Regions from separate parts of the Mus musculus genome. Here regions 1 and 3 are each linked to region 2. A link is a contact called in public Hi-C and HiChIP or PLAC-seq data. All regions are on one chromosome and are shown on one strand. The core of a region is the stretch at or near the end of the contact, and the rest is flanking DNA. Distances in the headings are between cores, read along the strand shown.

Evidence for each region. Hi-C and Micro-C count contacts between places; a contact is called where the count stands out from the background. HiChIP or PLAC-seq counts read pairs in DNA pulled down with a chosen protein or histone mark.
Region 1: a contact with region 2 is called in an H3K4me3 HiChIP or PLAC-seq map of neural tube, with 3 times the contacts expected there. The contact joins the promoter of Nhlh2 here to the promoter of Slc22a15 in region 2. A contact is called at or near these places in 19 of 39 promoter capture datasets (the 3T3-L1 cell line, 3T3-L1-derived adipocytes, cranial neural crest and 11 more), 16 of 484 Hi-C or Micro-C datasets (brain, cerebellar granule neurons, cerebellum and 8 more), 13 of 115 datasets of contacts at active chromatin or transcription factors (cardiomyocytes, craniofacial prominence, differentiating embryonic stem cells and 7 more) and 4 of 9 other capture datasets (adipose tissue, embryonic stem cells, liver and 1 more).
Region 3: a contact with region 2 is called in a Hi-C map of cerebral cortex, with 1.7 times the contacts expected there. The contact joins the enhancer-like site here to the promoter of Slc22a15 in region 2. A contact is called at or near these places in 1 of 484 Hi-C or Micro-C datasets (cerebral cortex), 2 of 115 datasets of contacts at active chromatin or transcription factors (double positive thymocytes and embryonic stem cells) and 3 of 9 other capture datasets (adipose tissue, liver and pancreatic islet).

What each region holds. Positions count from the first base shown.
Region 1 is chr3:102,007,415-102,011,732 of GRCm38.p6, forward strand. It overlaps Nhlh2 (nescient helix loop helix 2), which reads left to right and starts at 2,731. Exons shown (of 3, transcript NM_178777.3): 1 at 2,731-2,911; 2 at 3,321-3,645.
Region 2 is chr3:101,921,685-101,925,819 of GRCm38.p6, forward strand. Slc22a15 (solute carrier family 22 (organic anion/cation transporter), member 15) reads right to left here and starts at 2,769. Exons shown (of 12, transcript NM_001039371.2): 1 at 2,348-2,769. The coding sequence starts at 2,434.
Region 3 is chr3:101,857,474-101,861,807 of GRCm38.p6, forward strand. Slc22a15 (solute carrier family 22 (organic anion/cation transporter), member 15) reads right to left here. Exons shown (of 12, transcript NM_001039371.2): 11 at 3,328-3,516; 12 at 1-3,046. The coding sequence ends at 2,966. Among named protein-coding and RNA genes, the nearest start is that of Mab21l3, 23 kb to the left of the region's middle. Within about 2 kb of position 2,543, at least 15 of the 459 cell types and tissues checked have an H3K27ac peak or open chromatin away from gene starts, as enhancers often do. A contact at or near this core is called in cerebral cortex and double positive thymocytes, where this site is marked.

The sequences.
Region 1 (4,318 bases), core at 1,481-3,980, 86 kb after region 2:
AAAAAAAGAAAGTAACATAGCAGCATGCATAGCATACTGCATAGCCTGTGTTCTTTATTCTCACTTTTCAGATTAGAAAGCTGGGGTCCAAAAAGACTCGGTGACTCCTAGCCAACAGAAGCTATACAGCTAGCCGGTGATGACAGAGAACCTGGCTTTTAAAGTCACTACCTGCCACCCCCTTCTTGCTTTAATGTTATTTAACAATATTCTTACACTTTAAGATATCCTAATCTGTGTGGTGATTAGTGTTTTGTCAGAGATTTGTACAACCGTTGAGTGTCACAGCAAGCTGATGACGGGAGAGAGGTGGTCACTACACACACCTTCAAGAATAGAAGCCATCAAAATGGAAGGCTGGGCATCTGTGAGTGGAAGTGGTTCATTACCAGGTTCCTGGGAACCTCTGTGCACAGGAAGTTATCCTCTGTAAACTTGGTGCATGTAGTGTGTCAAGGTCAGACATGGAGGGGTTGAAGATGTAAGCTACAGACCTTTCCTGAAAATACTCCAGCCTCGTGGGAGAGACAGATATGGAAACCAAGAACCATAGTGTACAATATATAGTCTCTAAGGGGGATAGGAGAAGAGGAGCCATCTGTGCCTGGGATGTCTTAGAAATGGCAAATAGGGAGGGGGATGGGAGCTTTCCCACCAGAGAGAATGTACCTGTGTGGAAACCCATGTTGTGTCTATAATGGCGTGTCTAAGCATAATTGTGTGCGTATCTGGAATGTTTCTACACAGCTTTAGTCGTGTATTAATTTATGAATATGCAGGTTGTCGATGGCCTGGCTATAAAAGCGAATTGGTCTGGACTCACATGCACCATAGCAGAATCAGGCCAGCCATGGTTTGAGCATCCTCTTTCCCATCCAACTCCCAACACGAGGGTGACCAGGGACACGGGCCACTCCTATCCTAGCAGCTGTGCTTTCTAGAGCTCAGGTAACAAAAGCCACCACAGTTTTCAGTCCATCTGCCCAAGCATCTAATTGAGCCAGACAGCTTGTGTGAGCTCTAGATGGTGAGGAGACATGAGTATCTGAGGGTGCGCATCTGTGTGTACATCTCTGTTGTGTGTTAGTGCTTAGTGTTGGCTGCTGCTAGCCAGGCTGGGAAACCTTCCTCTCTCCCACATCGTCACTCCTGGCTCCCACCAGCCCTGCAGGGAAGGGGCTTCTCTGCTTGCCCATCTCTATGCTTGGGGATACCTGGGTTGAGCAGAGGTGAGGCTGAGCAGCACTGGTACCATATTCCCTTCTTTCCCTCTACCCTGCCTATTCTGGCCCATTACCCTCCTGGAGCTGATGTGAACAAAGGCAAACAATATACATCACAGCCATGAGGAACCCAGAGGGCCACTCTCTAGGTGGGTAGCTCTACAGCCCTCCCCTGAGGACAATACCTCTTTATAGGACAAAGGTGATTATGAAGAGAAAGTGAAGGTTCTCCTCTCCACAAAAACTCACCTAGGAACAGGGAGACAGGAGGTTGGCTATTATTCTCTCATTTCCTCTAAGCTTAATCAATCTAAAAAAAAATAGTATTTGGGTGTGATGGTACATGCCTTTAATCCCAACACATGAGAAGCAGAAACAAGCATATCTCTATGAGTTTGAGGTCAGCCTGGTCTCCATGGTGAGGGTCAGGCCAGCCAGGGCTGCATAGTGAGACCTTGTCAAAAATACCAAAAAGAAAGAAAGACAGGAAGGAAGAAAGGAAGGAAGATAGACAGAAAGAAGACAGAATTAGTGGTATCACTGGCAATGTGTAAATAATAGCAAATAATATATAATTGATAGTGACTAACAGTAAATTTCCCTTAATTTTGTAAAACACATAAATTTGGGACTGGAGGTCATCTTAGGCAAAGGCATTGCATGCTAGAATACTTAATATTTACATTTTAGCACAATTACATTGCCACCCAGCTAAATATATTCACTCACGTGTTAGGATGGGCAAGAATAAAGTACTGTCTTTGCACATACTGTGTGTCATATTTTACAGCGAATAATGAACATGAGTAAATGGGTAAAGAAAAAGAAAACCAAACATAACTCAAAAAGTAGAATTATCTAGTGGTCTCTAACTACTTGGATTCTGCTCCTAATTCCACCAATGATTTAAACTAATGTGTCAAACGTCCTTTAAAATATCATCTATTAATAAGCTGGTCTCATAGTAGAACCTTTCTCCAAAACATCCATATGCTTAAATAATCATGATTAAAGCATCCTCTAAAAGACACTTCACTTTACATAAATGTTAGCATTGCCTGTCTGGATCGTTCACCTTAATTACAGTGTCATAGACAGAATATGCTTTCATGTGCCCAGCACAACTATTTTTCTAACTATTGATTTAAAAAAATGCTGGCTCACAAAATGCCAGAGGAATTTTCCATGTTCATATAGTGTCTACTTGCACTTAAATATTGCATCAATAATCTGAAAACAAGGAACCGCCTGTGTGGCCAGACGCTGTAGATGCTATGGCTTCTATCATGGGCTGCTTTCAACTGCTATATTTTATGGCACAGATTCAGTGGGAATCTGATCTGCTAAAATATTTGGGCTGTGAAAACTCCCACACTGTGACAGATGTCAAGTCCAATTAAGTGACTCGTGTCCAGGTTTCTGTCCAATAGGATTTCCCATTAAATATCAATTTAGGGGGAAAAAATTCCATCCCCCTTCTTAAGCCTTTATCTCTTCCACCATCTCCAGGCTAAATCAATTGGTACCAGAAGAGCCAAGAAGCCACACAGGCAGCTGCCTCTCCTCTCTGGCTCTCCCAAGCTCCCCTTTCTCTGCTTCCCTGTCACTGTTACTCCAGAAGACGTCCACTTCTCTCCAATCTCTCTCCAGCATCTCCAAGCTACTGACTATATACATTTCACCACAAGGTAAAGAGGGGAGGGAGTGGGGTAGGGTAGGGGGTGTAACCAAACCTTGAAAGACTTTGAAACTGCAAAATTGGCGTCTGCTTATACAACACAGAAGTAGATGAGGGACAAGACAGAGGCAACCTTAAGCCCTAGTTACTGTATTGTTGTTCCTGGGAACTGGGGAGACACCGGCTGAACAAAGCATTATCTTGAAGAAGAAGAGAAAAATCACTTCTGAGCCCCTTCCATCCCTGACCGCACTTCCCAGTTTCGCCCCAGCCCGATTAAGGGAAGGGAAGGAGTCCTCAAGGAATGGAATTTTATCTTAACCATCTTTCTTATTGATTATTCTGCTATTAGAAAGTGGAGGAATCGTCCCTTTGATGTGATTGTTTTTATCTCAGCATCTCTTTTGTTATTTATACAGCCCTTTGAGTGGGGAGGCGTGAGGTTTCAACACTTCGACTTATAAAGATCAACAACGAATTTTCCTGAAATGTTTAAGAACAGTTAAAAACAAACCAACAAACAAACAAACGGGCGTTTTCAATCCATCAACTAAGTGAACAACCATACACCCGCTAAGACACCGCCGCTCGTTGTGGTGGTCGGCGAGATGACAGCTGCTTTTTCATCTGCGAATGTAATAAATATTGGCTGCTTTTAATATTTGCCAGGATCTCTCCTCCTTGTTTCCTGGAATTTTAACTCTAAAAGATTGACGAAAAGATTATCGACAGGGCTCTTGCAAGGTAAGACATCTTCACGTCTCTTTTTCTTTAGATTAAGTTGAGTCATATTGTATTTTATAGATGTATTCCTCACACATGGTCATAGACTTAAATGCCCACGAGAAATACCATTTATGACTATTTAAATATCTGGAGGATTTAAACGCGTGGGGGGACAGCCCGGGAACTTTTTGTCCGATCTGTAACTATGTCGTGGTTTGCTATGATTTTTCTCCCTGTGTATTTCTACCTCTTCACGCCAACTGCGTAGGTGTGAGTTGTTTCACTTATAAACGTAGAGAAAAGCCTGGGGGGCGGGGGGAGCAGCATGCAGTTCGTTTGGTTCATTTATTGTTATTCTGAGGATCCGTTTTCCTTGCACGGAAAGCTGTTTCTGAGCTCAGGTCTCTCCTGGGCAAATTCGAGGCCAGGAGCCGAACCTACATCCCCTCCCTGGCTTTTGTTTCTCTGAAGCGAGGCTCTTACTCAGGAGCCTTGCCTGTGAGGGGCAAGGCGGGGTACAGAGGTCATAGCCCGGTCGTCCCTCCTGGTGGCGGAGGCCCAAAAGCTCAGCTCAGGCAGGTTTCTATCCCCATCTGCCCACCCAGATCACCCGCAAGCCCAGTGGTTCTCGAAGACGCGAAGGCCCTCGAGCTGCCGGCCCGAGGTGGCTTTTCCAGGAGGGCATCGTCTG
Region 2 (4,135 bases), core at 1,519-4,018:
CAGCCCTCAATTCAAAATTTTTTTTGGGCCGGGCGGTGGTGGCGCACACCTTTAATCCCAGTGCTTGGGAGGCAGAGGCAGGCGGATTTCTGAGTTCGAGGTCTGCCTGATCTACAGAGTGAGTTCCAGGATAGCCAAGACTACACAAAGAAACCCTGTCTTGGAAAAACAACAACAACAACAATAACAACAACAAAAAAATTTAAAAAATTAAGTAAATCAACATAAAAGTACAATCTGTTATCAATACAGCTATCCTTTAGCAGATGGAACTATTAAAGATGCACTTAATATTACAAACTCAAGTGTAGCCTGGGATATTCTTGTCTAAGATGACCTACAAAAATATTTGTAAGCAAGATCTAGGGAGGGGGTGTGAATGTGAAAGGCAGCTCTTTTTGGTTTTGTGCTCAAAATGTTGGGGTGGGTGCTTCGGTGTTCCATGTCCCCTGTCAAGTATTGGTCAAGCAGTACAGCAGCTGGGCCTGCAACTGCTCCTTCATCTGGGTCTTCCTTCATCTGCTCTGACTTCTTGCACGTGTTTAAGCCTGTGATCAGAGGCATCTTTTTCACTGCGGATGCAGGCAGTGAGAACGGCAGGTTCTCTCCATGGCTGAACTCTTCTATTGCAATGGGCTGGACTTAGACTATAGTACAGTAAGGTCTTCAATAACGCTACGGTGTGACCCTCATCACTTCTCCACAGCAGGGACTTCAGAAGAATCAGCTATCCTTTCAGACACATCGAATTATAAAGTCGTCTTCCCGTGGAACTCAGGTGGAGGCAGGGACACGGCAACCCATACAGCCCACACCTACAAGATAAACAACCATCCATTGCCAATAACACTTGAAAACTTGGCAAATGGTGACCATAAATCAACCAACAGTTGCTGAGCAAAAAGATCATGGGCTTGGAACTCTTCCTTAACAAACTACAATGAACTAGGTCAGCCATTAATAAAAGCATGGGAGGGAGGGGAAGAAGGTGTAGGTCAGCAGTAAAGCTCTCGTATAAAAAGCGCAAGGCCCTGCATCTCCAGCTGGCAACGAGGTGATAAAAGCCCAGGAAAGTTAACAGGTCCTGACCCAGAATACTGGCCTTCTCAGTGCCACACTCAAGATTTGATTCTAAGTTGGCAACCACCTGGCTAGGCAAATAAGATGCTAACACAAGAAGTGGAGCAGAGAAGTGGCCAAAAGGATTGCCAGGAGAGGGGATATATACTTGGAACTCCTGGTTAGATGGAATATTGTCAAAGAAACCATTATACATGAAGACCAGACATTGCAGTTGCAGTTCTATTTCTCTATACTAATTCTTACTCTGCTAAGAGAAAGGCTTCCAAGTATCACCACTTGAACCGATGTTCTGCCTGGTGCTGAAGTCAACTGAAGATTTTAATGGGGAAAGAGAATCAGTAGATTAAGTTTTACCTTACTGCCTCTCTTCCTGCTGCAGCATCAACACAACGTTGAAGCAACTTGTGGGCTCTGGTTATAACCGCGGCCAGCCAGTACTTCCCTTGCAATAATACCTTAACTTACTTAGCTCAGCTGTCAGCCTCACAGTGTCAGTGTCACAGACCACTTCATCCCAGGATTGCAAGCCTCCGGGACAGGGAGCTAGCTTCATTTTCTGGCCCTGGTGGTAGGGATCAAACCCAGAGCCTTGCACATCTAGGGCTTTACCACTGACTGACCTGCTTCCTAGGGACAATCTGAGCTGCTCAGGCTGGCTTTGAATTTGCCTAGAAGAAGAGCCATCCTTCTCCTGCCTCAGTTTCCATAGTGCTAGGACTACAAGAATGAACCTCTTAAAGAGCCCAAGGACTCCTAAAATCAAGAGTTTTAGGTTGAGGTGTGCAGCTGGTTTCTGAGAATTCAATACAATGAACCACACTGTGTGGATGGTATCATTTCCCTAGACCAAAGCTGGCCTCGGAGCTTAATAACCCAGTAGAACTTTAACTAGAGAGAAATAAATTCCCGTGGATGGAAAGCCCCTTTAATAGGAAGCCTCCCTCAATCTCAGAGAGGGCTGAAGGAGGCCATACTAGCTAGACCTGATCTTTTGTGGGCAGGTTGTCCATGCTTTCTCTGTCTCACTCTGTAAGGGGTTAGGGTGCCGAATCCTTTTGATCCCGGGTAATGGGTTTCATCTTTCAACTAGCTCTGGTGGCGAAGTGTCAGTGCCAGGCTCTGGGTGACAGCCTGGGAGAGCTCAGTGGCTGGCCCGCCACCGCGCGGCGCCCGCCCGCCCCCTCCCTCCCTGCGCTCTCGCGCCACACCTGGGGCCAGCCTGAGCTGAGAGCGCCCCGGGGGCCGCGGGGAGCCGGGGACTCACCTGCAGCAGCACAGCCAGCAGGAAGCACAAGTACATCTGATAGAGGCCCATCTCGCCCACCGCCTGGAACGCCTCCTCCACCTCCATGGCGGGCTCGCGCCCGAGGACCCGGCCGCCACCGCGACGGAGGACCTGGCTGCGCGGTGGCTGAAGATCGGGCGACGGAGCGACCGAGGACTGAGCCGGGCGGGGACGGAGGGCCGAGCGGCAGGGACCGGGAAGGAGGACCGGGCGGACCGCGGCCGAGGCGGGGACAGAGGACTGGGCCGAGCCGGGGGTGGAGAACCGGGCGGGGCTGGGGCCCAGGCGCAGGCGGGACCCTGCAGACGACCGGGTCCGGGGTCGCGGCGGAGATGCGATGCTGGTCGCCCCGGCGCGGCCTCCCCGCTTCCTGTCAGAAGTGACAGGAATTTTTGGCGAGCGGTTGGCTGGCGCGCGGAAGGGAAAGAGGAAGTGGGTGCGGCGCGGGCGGCCAGGGCGACTCACGGGAGGGGCCGGCAGCTCCACGCCGTGTCCCGCGGGGTTCGCCCCTTCGCACAAAGCGGTGGAATGCGGGGGCGCTCAGAGCTCTAGAGCCTTCCGAGAAGAGGGCCGGGAGGCATCTGTCCCCTTCCTCCTTTGTCTTGCTTTAGGTACACAGGGTCAGATGTAAGCTCCGCGCCTCGAGACATCCACTTAGTAGTGCCCACTAGGCCCACGGACAAGGGACAAGGGACAAGGGCAGGGGGTCATGGTTGCCAAGGTCTGTCAATGGAGTTTGGCACAGGGCTGAAGAAGTGTGGGGACAGATTACTAGTGGCCCCACACCTAATCCTGTTTTGTTTTTAAACTATTGCAAGTATCTAAACCAGCATATCTCAACATGTGGGTCAGGACCAAAGACCCTTTCACAAGGGTCAGATATCAGATATTTACATTACAATTCATAACAGTAGCAAGATTACAGTTATGCAATAACAAAAAATTATTTTTATGGTTAGGGGGTCACCACAACACGAGGAACTGTGTTAGAGAGTCACTGCATTAGGAAGGTTGAGAACTACTAATCTAAACTATCGCTAAGTTTACCTTTGCTTTCTGTTGGTGTGATAATAGCATGACAGAAGAAACTTGGGGGCGGGGGGGGGGGTGGAGTTTATTTGGCTCACAGTTTCTCTCAGAGCCCATCATTGCTGGGAAGTCGAGGCACCAGGAACTTAAGCAGCTAGTAACATGGCATCCACAGACAAGAACAGAGGGCAGTGATGTGATGGATGCGCTCACCAGTGATCAGCTAGTTCCCTCACTCATTCGTTCAGACTAGGGCCCAACCTATGAAATGGCCTCACACATATGGGGGGGGGGGGCTTTCTAACAACCCAGTTTTTAAACAAATTCCCTCAGAAGCATGTCCAGGGCCAACCTACTCTAGACTGCTCCTCACTGAGTGAATGGGAACTTCCTTCCCAGCCGAGGCTAGGTTTTGATCGTTAAAACGAACCATCCCCTGAATATAATACAGAGTATAATGGATGACCAGGAGGTCCCCTTGTCTTGCAAGCATTCTTGTTGTGCTTCCACAATTTCCCATTAATTATGTCTGCTGTTTATAACTGCCCTTTAGTGGTCATCTACCTAATTATTGTAATAAAATGATACAATGTTGACTATGGCAGGGTTGGAAGCAGCCAGTGTGGTGGCCACAAAAGATGAATTGGAAGTGCTTAAGCCAGTGGTGGTGGCAGCAGCCATAGAGGCAGCACAGACCTTTGATTCCAGCCCTGGGGAAGCAGAGGCTGGGCTCAGCTA
Region 3 (4,334 bases), core at 1,293-3,792, 64 kb before region 2:
GTTCCAAAATTTTACATGACAGTTACTTGAACATGTGTGCACTAAGAGTATAAATTGTGCACTAAACTGGACGGTGCCTATCCTGGCCACAGTCACCCGCCAGTGCCCCAGATACTATACTCTTCTTGTATTTTGTGTTCATGCTGAGAATTGAAGAACATCTCCCTTGCTCTGGAGCCGCTGAAGACCAGAAGCCATGCTGTGGCTGTGGTTTCAACACAGCATCTGAAACTGAAGCACGGTAGCTTTGAACATTCTTGTCACTTTTAAGGTTAAAAATTAAGGTTAATGTTCTCCCCCAAATTTTTCTCAGACTGGTGTTGGACTTGTTAGTTACGACTCTTGTCAGCTCAAAGGGGAAATTCTTATTTAAACTCCATGTGTTTATTTATTCATTGATTTCCATGTATTTAGGTATTTTAGGTAGTTAGTAGTATGATACCTTATGACTTTTCAGACATCCTTACTGTTTCTTTAAAGATGCTTTTAACAGACTATCTGTACAAGCAAAATAGGCTACCTACCAAGTAAGACTTCTGTGGCTTTGTACCATCAATACTCATTAGCAGCCATCATAGGGAATAAAATTCATCTTTACAAAGGCAGAGAAATAATTATTAAACTGTGCTTAGAGGACTACCCAGGGAGAAGAAAAATGTAATAATTTATCCAACAAGAGCAGCTGACAGCCAACCGGGCCTTATTACTTGCCACGTAATTCACCCTGTGGTCTGTCCTTCTACCTCTAGGCTGGGAATTACCTGGAGTTCACTTGCTTAGCCAGAAGCGGCAGGAACTTCAGCAGCAGCAGGGAATGAATAAAAAGCCATGGCCCTGCTTCTTCTGCAGCTAGACTGACGGATGCACTTTCTAACTTCTAGTACCAAATTTTCTCTGATGGGTTATTGTAGCTCTTTGTATTCTATATTAACTGTATCCCCTCAAAACTGTTTGCACAAGAGGGTCTGCATGTAGCTTCTGGGGACCTGCCCCCAGTTAACTGTGATTGGTAATTAAAGATGCCAGCAGCTAATAGTTGGGGAGACAAGAAAGAGGATTGGGGTTTCCAGGGCTTGGGACCTGGAGGAGGAGGAAGAGCAGAGCAGCACTGCCTGAGAGTGAGGGCCAGAGAGGCAGAGCTACCGTGTAAAGGTCAGGGGCAGCCAAGATGGAACATAGGAACTAGTAAGTAGTAACTTGGAATTATCGGTGGGAGGTAGAGTCTAACACCATGGAGGGTAGGCAGTTGACCAGCTATTGTGCTCCTTAAAGCATATTAAAATATAAAGGTTGTGTGTGTGTCTTTCATTTGGGAACAAAAACCATTGAGGTGGGAAACAACCTTGTGTAGGGATATATTAAAAATAATACTCCTACAGGTTACATTATATAAAAAGAGTTCAATAACATTTATATATATATATATATAAAATTTATATATATATACATATATATATATATAAATTTACTGCTTTATTTTAAATACTTTATTTGACAAGAATCAAGAGTTTCTGGAAGTCCTTTTCTTCCTCTCCTAAGGAGAGCTGACCTCCATTTCCCAGAGAGGAGAGCAGCAGGACTTCGTGCTTTGGAGTGTGGGACACCCTTTACTGGAATTTGCGGATATGATGTCGCAGGGAGTTCTATAATCTTTCTGACAGCTAGACACAGGATCACCTATGGGGTCTTCACAGCATCCCGGCCAGGCATGTTCCTCATACTGGTAGAAACAGCTCCTCCATACCCAAGGGCACAAAGGAAAAATTATTTAACAGTGGAACAGACCAGTACAGTAAAAGCCCAGACAACACAGAGGAGTCCAGGAACATAGCTGGAGGCAAAGAATGCAGGCTTGCACAGTTTCCAGGGGCATCTACAGAGCACCTTTCTACTCTGTGTGCTTTCTACTCCCAAGAGATTAGCAGACACAGAAATCCTAAACACACAGCCGTTTCCCTGGTCGGGGCGTGATCGATTGATCGATTGCCCACATGTGGACTCCTGGCTTATATGCCATTTGAGAGTGTTCAAGTTTTGTGAGAGACAGGTTATGATTCATTTGGAAATCCACGGAAGCACTCAATGAAAACCCACCATTTTCTTAAAAAACAAAAAACCCTCCACCCTGCCTTTTAAATAACCAGTAGAGGCTGATGCAGGGCAGAGTCCAGCCCTGGTGTGCTGTGCATGTCCCTTGTTGCACACTGACGACACTGTGAGAGACTCTCCCCTCTTAAGTCATTTACAAAGTGCTTAGCGTGTCACTTGCTCGCCACCCTCAGTCTGTAAAGTTTCCTCGTTGGCTGGGCATGATTTTGAAGTTATTGCTGATGCTAGAATCTCACAAAGAAAAACAGTCCCCAAATGCATCCAAGTGGGGGAAAAAAATCGCATGACGCAAGCGTCAAAGGGAGCTTCCCTGCCACAGCCAGCCCTCTGATGAGAAATGCTCCGCTAATTCTGCCCTTTATTAGTGAATGAGCACAGACTAAAGGCACAAGCTGCACCAGCAACCAATGAGCTGGGAACCAGCCAATGAGCTGATGGGAAGCTGGGAGCTCTGTACACATCAACCTGCACCAGAAGATTCCTGGTGGGGGAGAAGCAAGTGACAGGGATGCTTGCTAGGAAGATGACATCTCGGGGAAGGTCTGGCTAACCCTAGTTAAAGTGCGAGCAGTTTCACACACCTGCTCTTAGGTCCCGAGGAAGGGTAGCAGCATGAGGCACCAGTCCTACAAGGTGGATCTGAGCTGTGCAGCCAGAGGCGTGGTGCTGAGCTCAGCCCCAGTCCCGAACAAGTCAGCAATGACTCCCTCAACGCAGCAAGTTCTCCCTTTTGGAATCTCTCCTCCACCGCCTCTCCCATCTGGAAAGCGTCAGTGTGGGCTGAATACATCTCTGGTGCTGAAGCTGAGGCACTAAGGATGATGGGGCTCTGCTTCTGGGCAGGAATGCGGGCTCTTCACTTGATCATCTGGGTCTCCTCATCTGCATCATAGAACTCTTCCTCCTCCTCACTCTCACTGCTGACCTTGTCCAGGGGCTGCAATGGCAAAGGAGATCTTGTAGAAGTGATCATGACAGGCCTTAATGAGAATTACCACCCAGGCACTCACAGTGCAATTTTGCTGTTGTTTTGAGACAGGGACCCATGCAGACCAAGTTAGCTTCCAATTTTCTAAGTAGCTGAGATCACCTTCTGATCTTCCTGTCTCTACCTCTCTAGTGCTAGGTTTACAGGGGTGTACCACCACACTCAGGTTTAGATGGTTCTGGGGATCAAACCCAAGGGCACCTAGATGGTTACAGCATGTGTCTCTATACCTGTGGAGGATCCAAGGTCTGTAGAGATAGCGCTTCCTCTCCTAACCTCCTATATGAGTACATTTGAAGATCAGAAAATGTCTCCAGCAAAGGGCTGTTCAGAGTCTCTGGCAATAGCAGGCTCAGGAGGCCTGAGGTCAGGCCTGTGGCTCCAAACACGATGAAGGGCAGAGACCACTGTACTTCCTTCTGTGGAGACAGGAAGTGGAACAAAACCAAACAAACCATTCAGCTTCTCAGCAGGTGACATCAACAGTTGGGTGATCAAGAACTGCCATGTTTACTGTCTAGTCAGCACCTTCCCACAAGAACACCACACACCATGTTTTCTTTGCTCTAAGATAGTTATCCAGGGAAGTCACATAATGTTTCTTCAGGCATTTAGTGATAGGTCTAAGTGAGCCAAAGGGCTAGACAAGAATATGGACGAGAAGCCTTGGGCCAACCATGTCAGACAAAGCATGGCCATGGCTCTCTGTTAGCATGGCAGGCTCACACTGGCAGAGTTCACAGGAACTCTCAAGTCCAGCTTCCACCTGAGGGAAAAGTCTGCCCCACACTGATCTCCACATTCTCTTCATATGAAGACGGCCCTGGACTATCTGCTGATAATAAACTTTGCAGTGGTCAAATGTGTTATAATGTTCATCATTGAGAGACCCAAGATTTAAAAAGTAGAACCCCTCCCCCCAAAAAGCCCCATGGCACACAGAGTTCATAAACTATTTGAGTTGAATATGGTGCAACTGCTTCAGAGATACAAAGAGCATCCTCAGAGAAAGTCGATGATGCCTTTCAATACACAGGCTCCCAACCATCATGGGCTGGCTCTATTGGTTAGGGTATTTCTTTTCAATGTCCTCTAGAAAAGCCCTTAAAGGCAGCATCAAAACCCACAGTGTAACTAATGCCTTAATGATATTTTATTATATAATAGTACATTGTGATATAATACTCTAAAATATATTTTAGGATTTTAACTGTGTGTGTGTGTGTGTGTGTGTGTT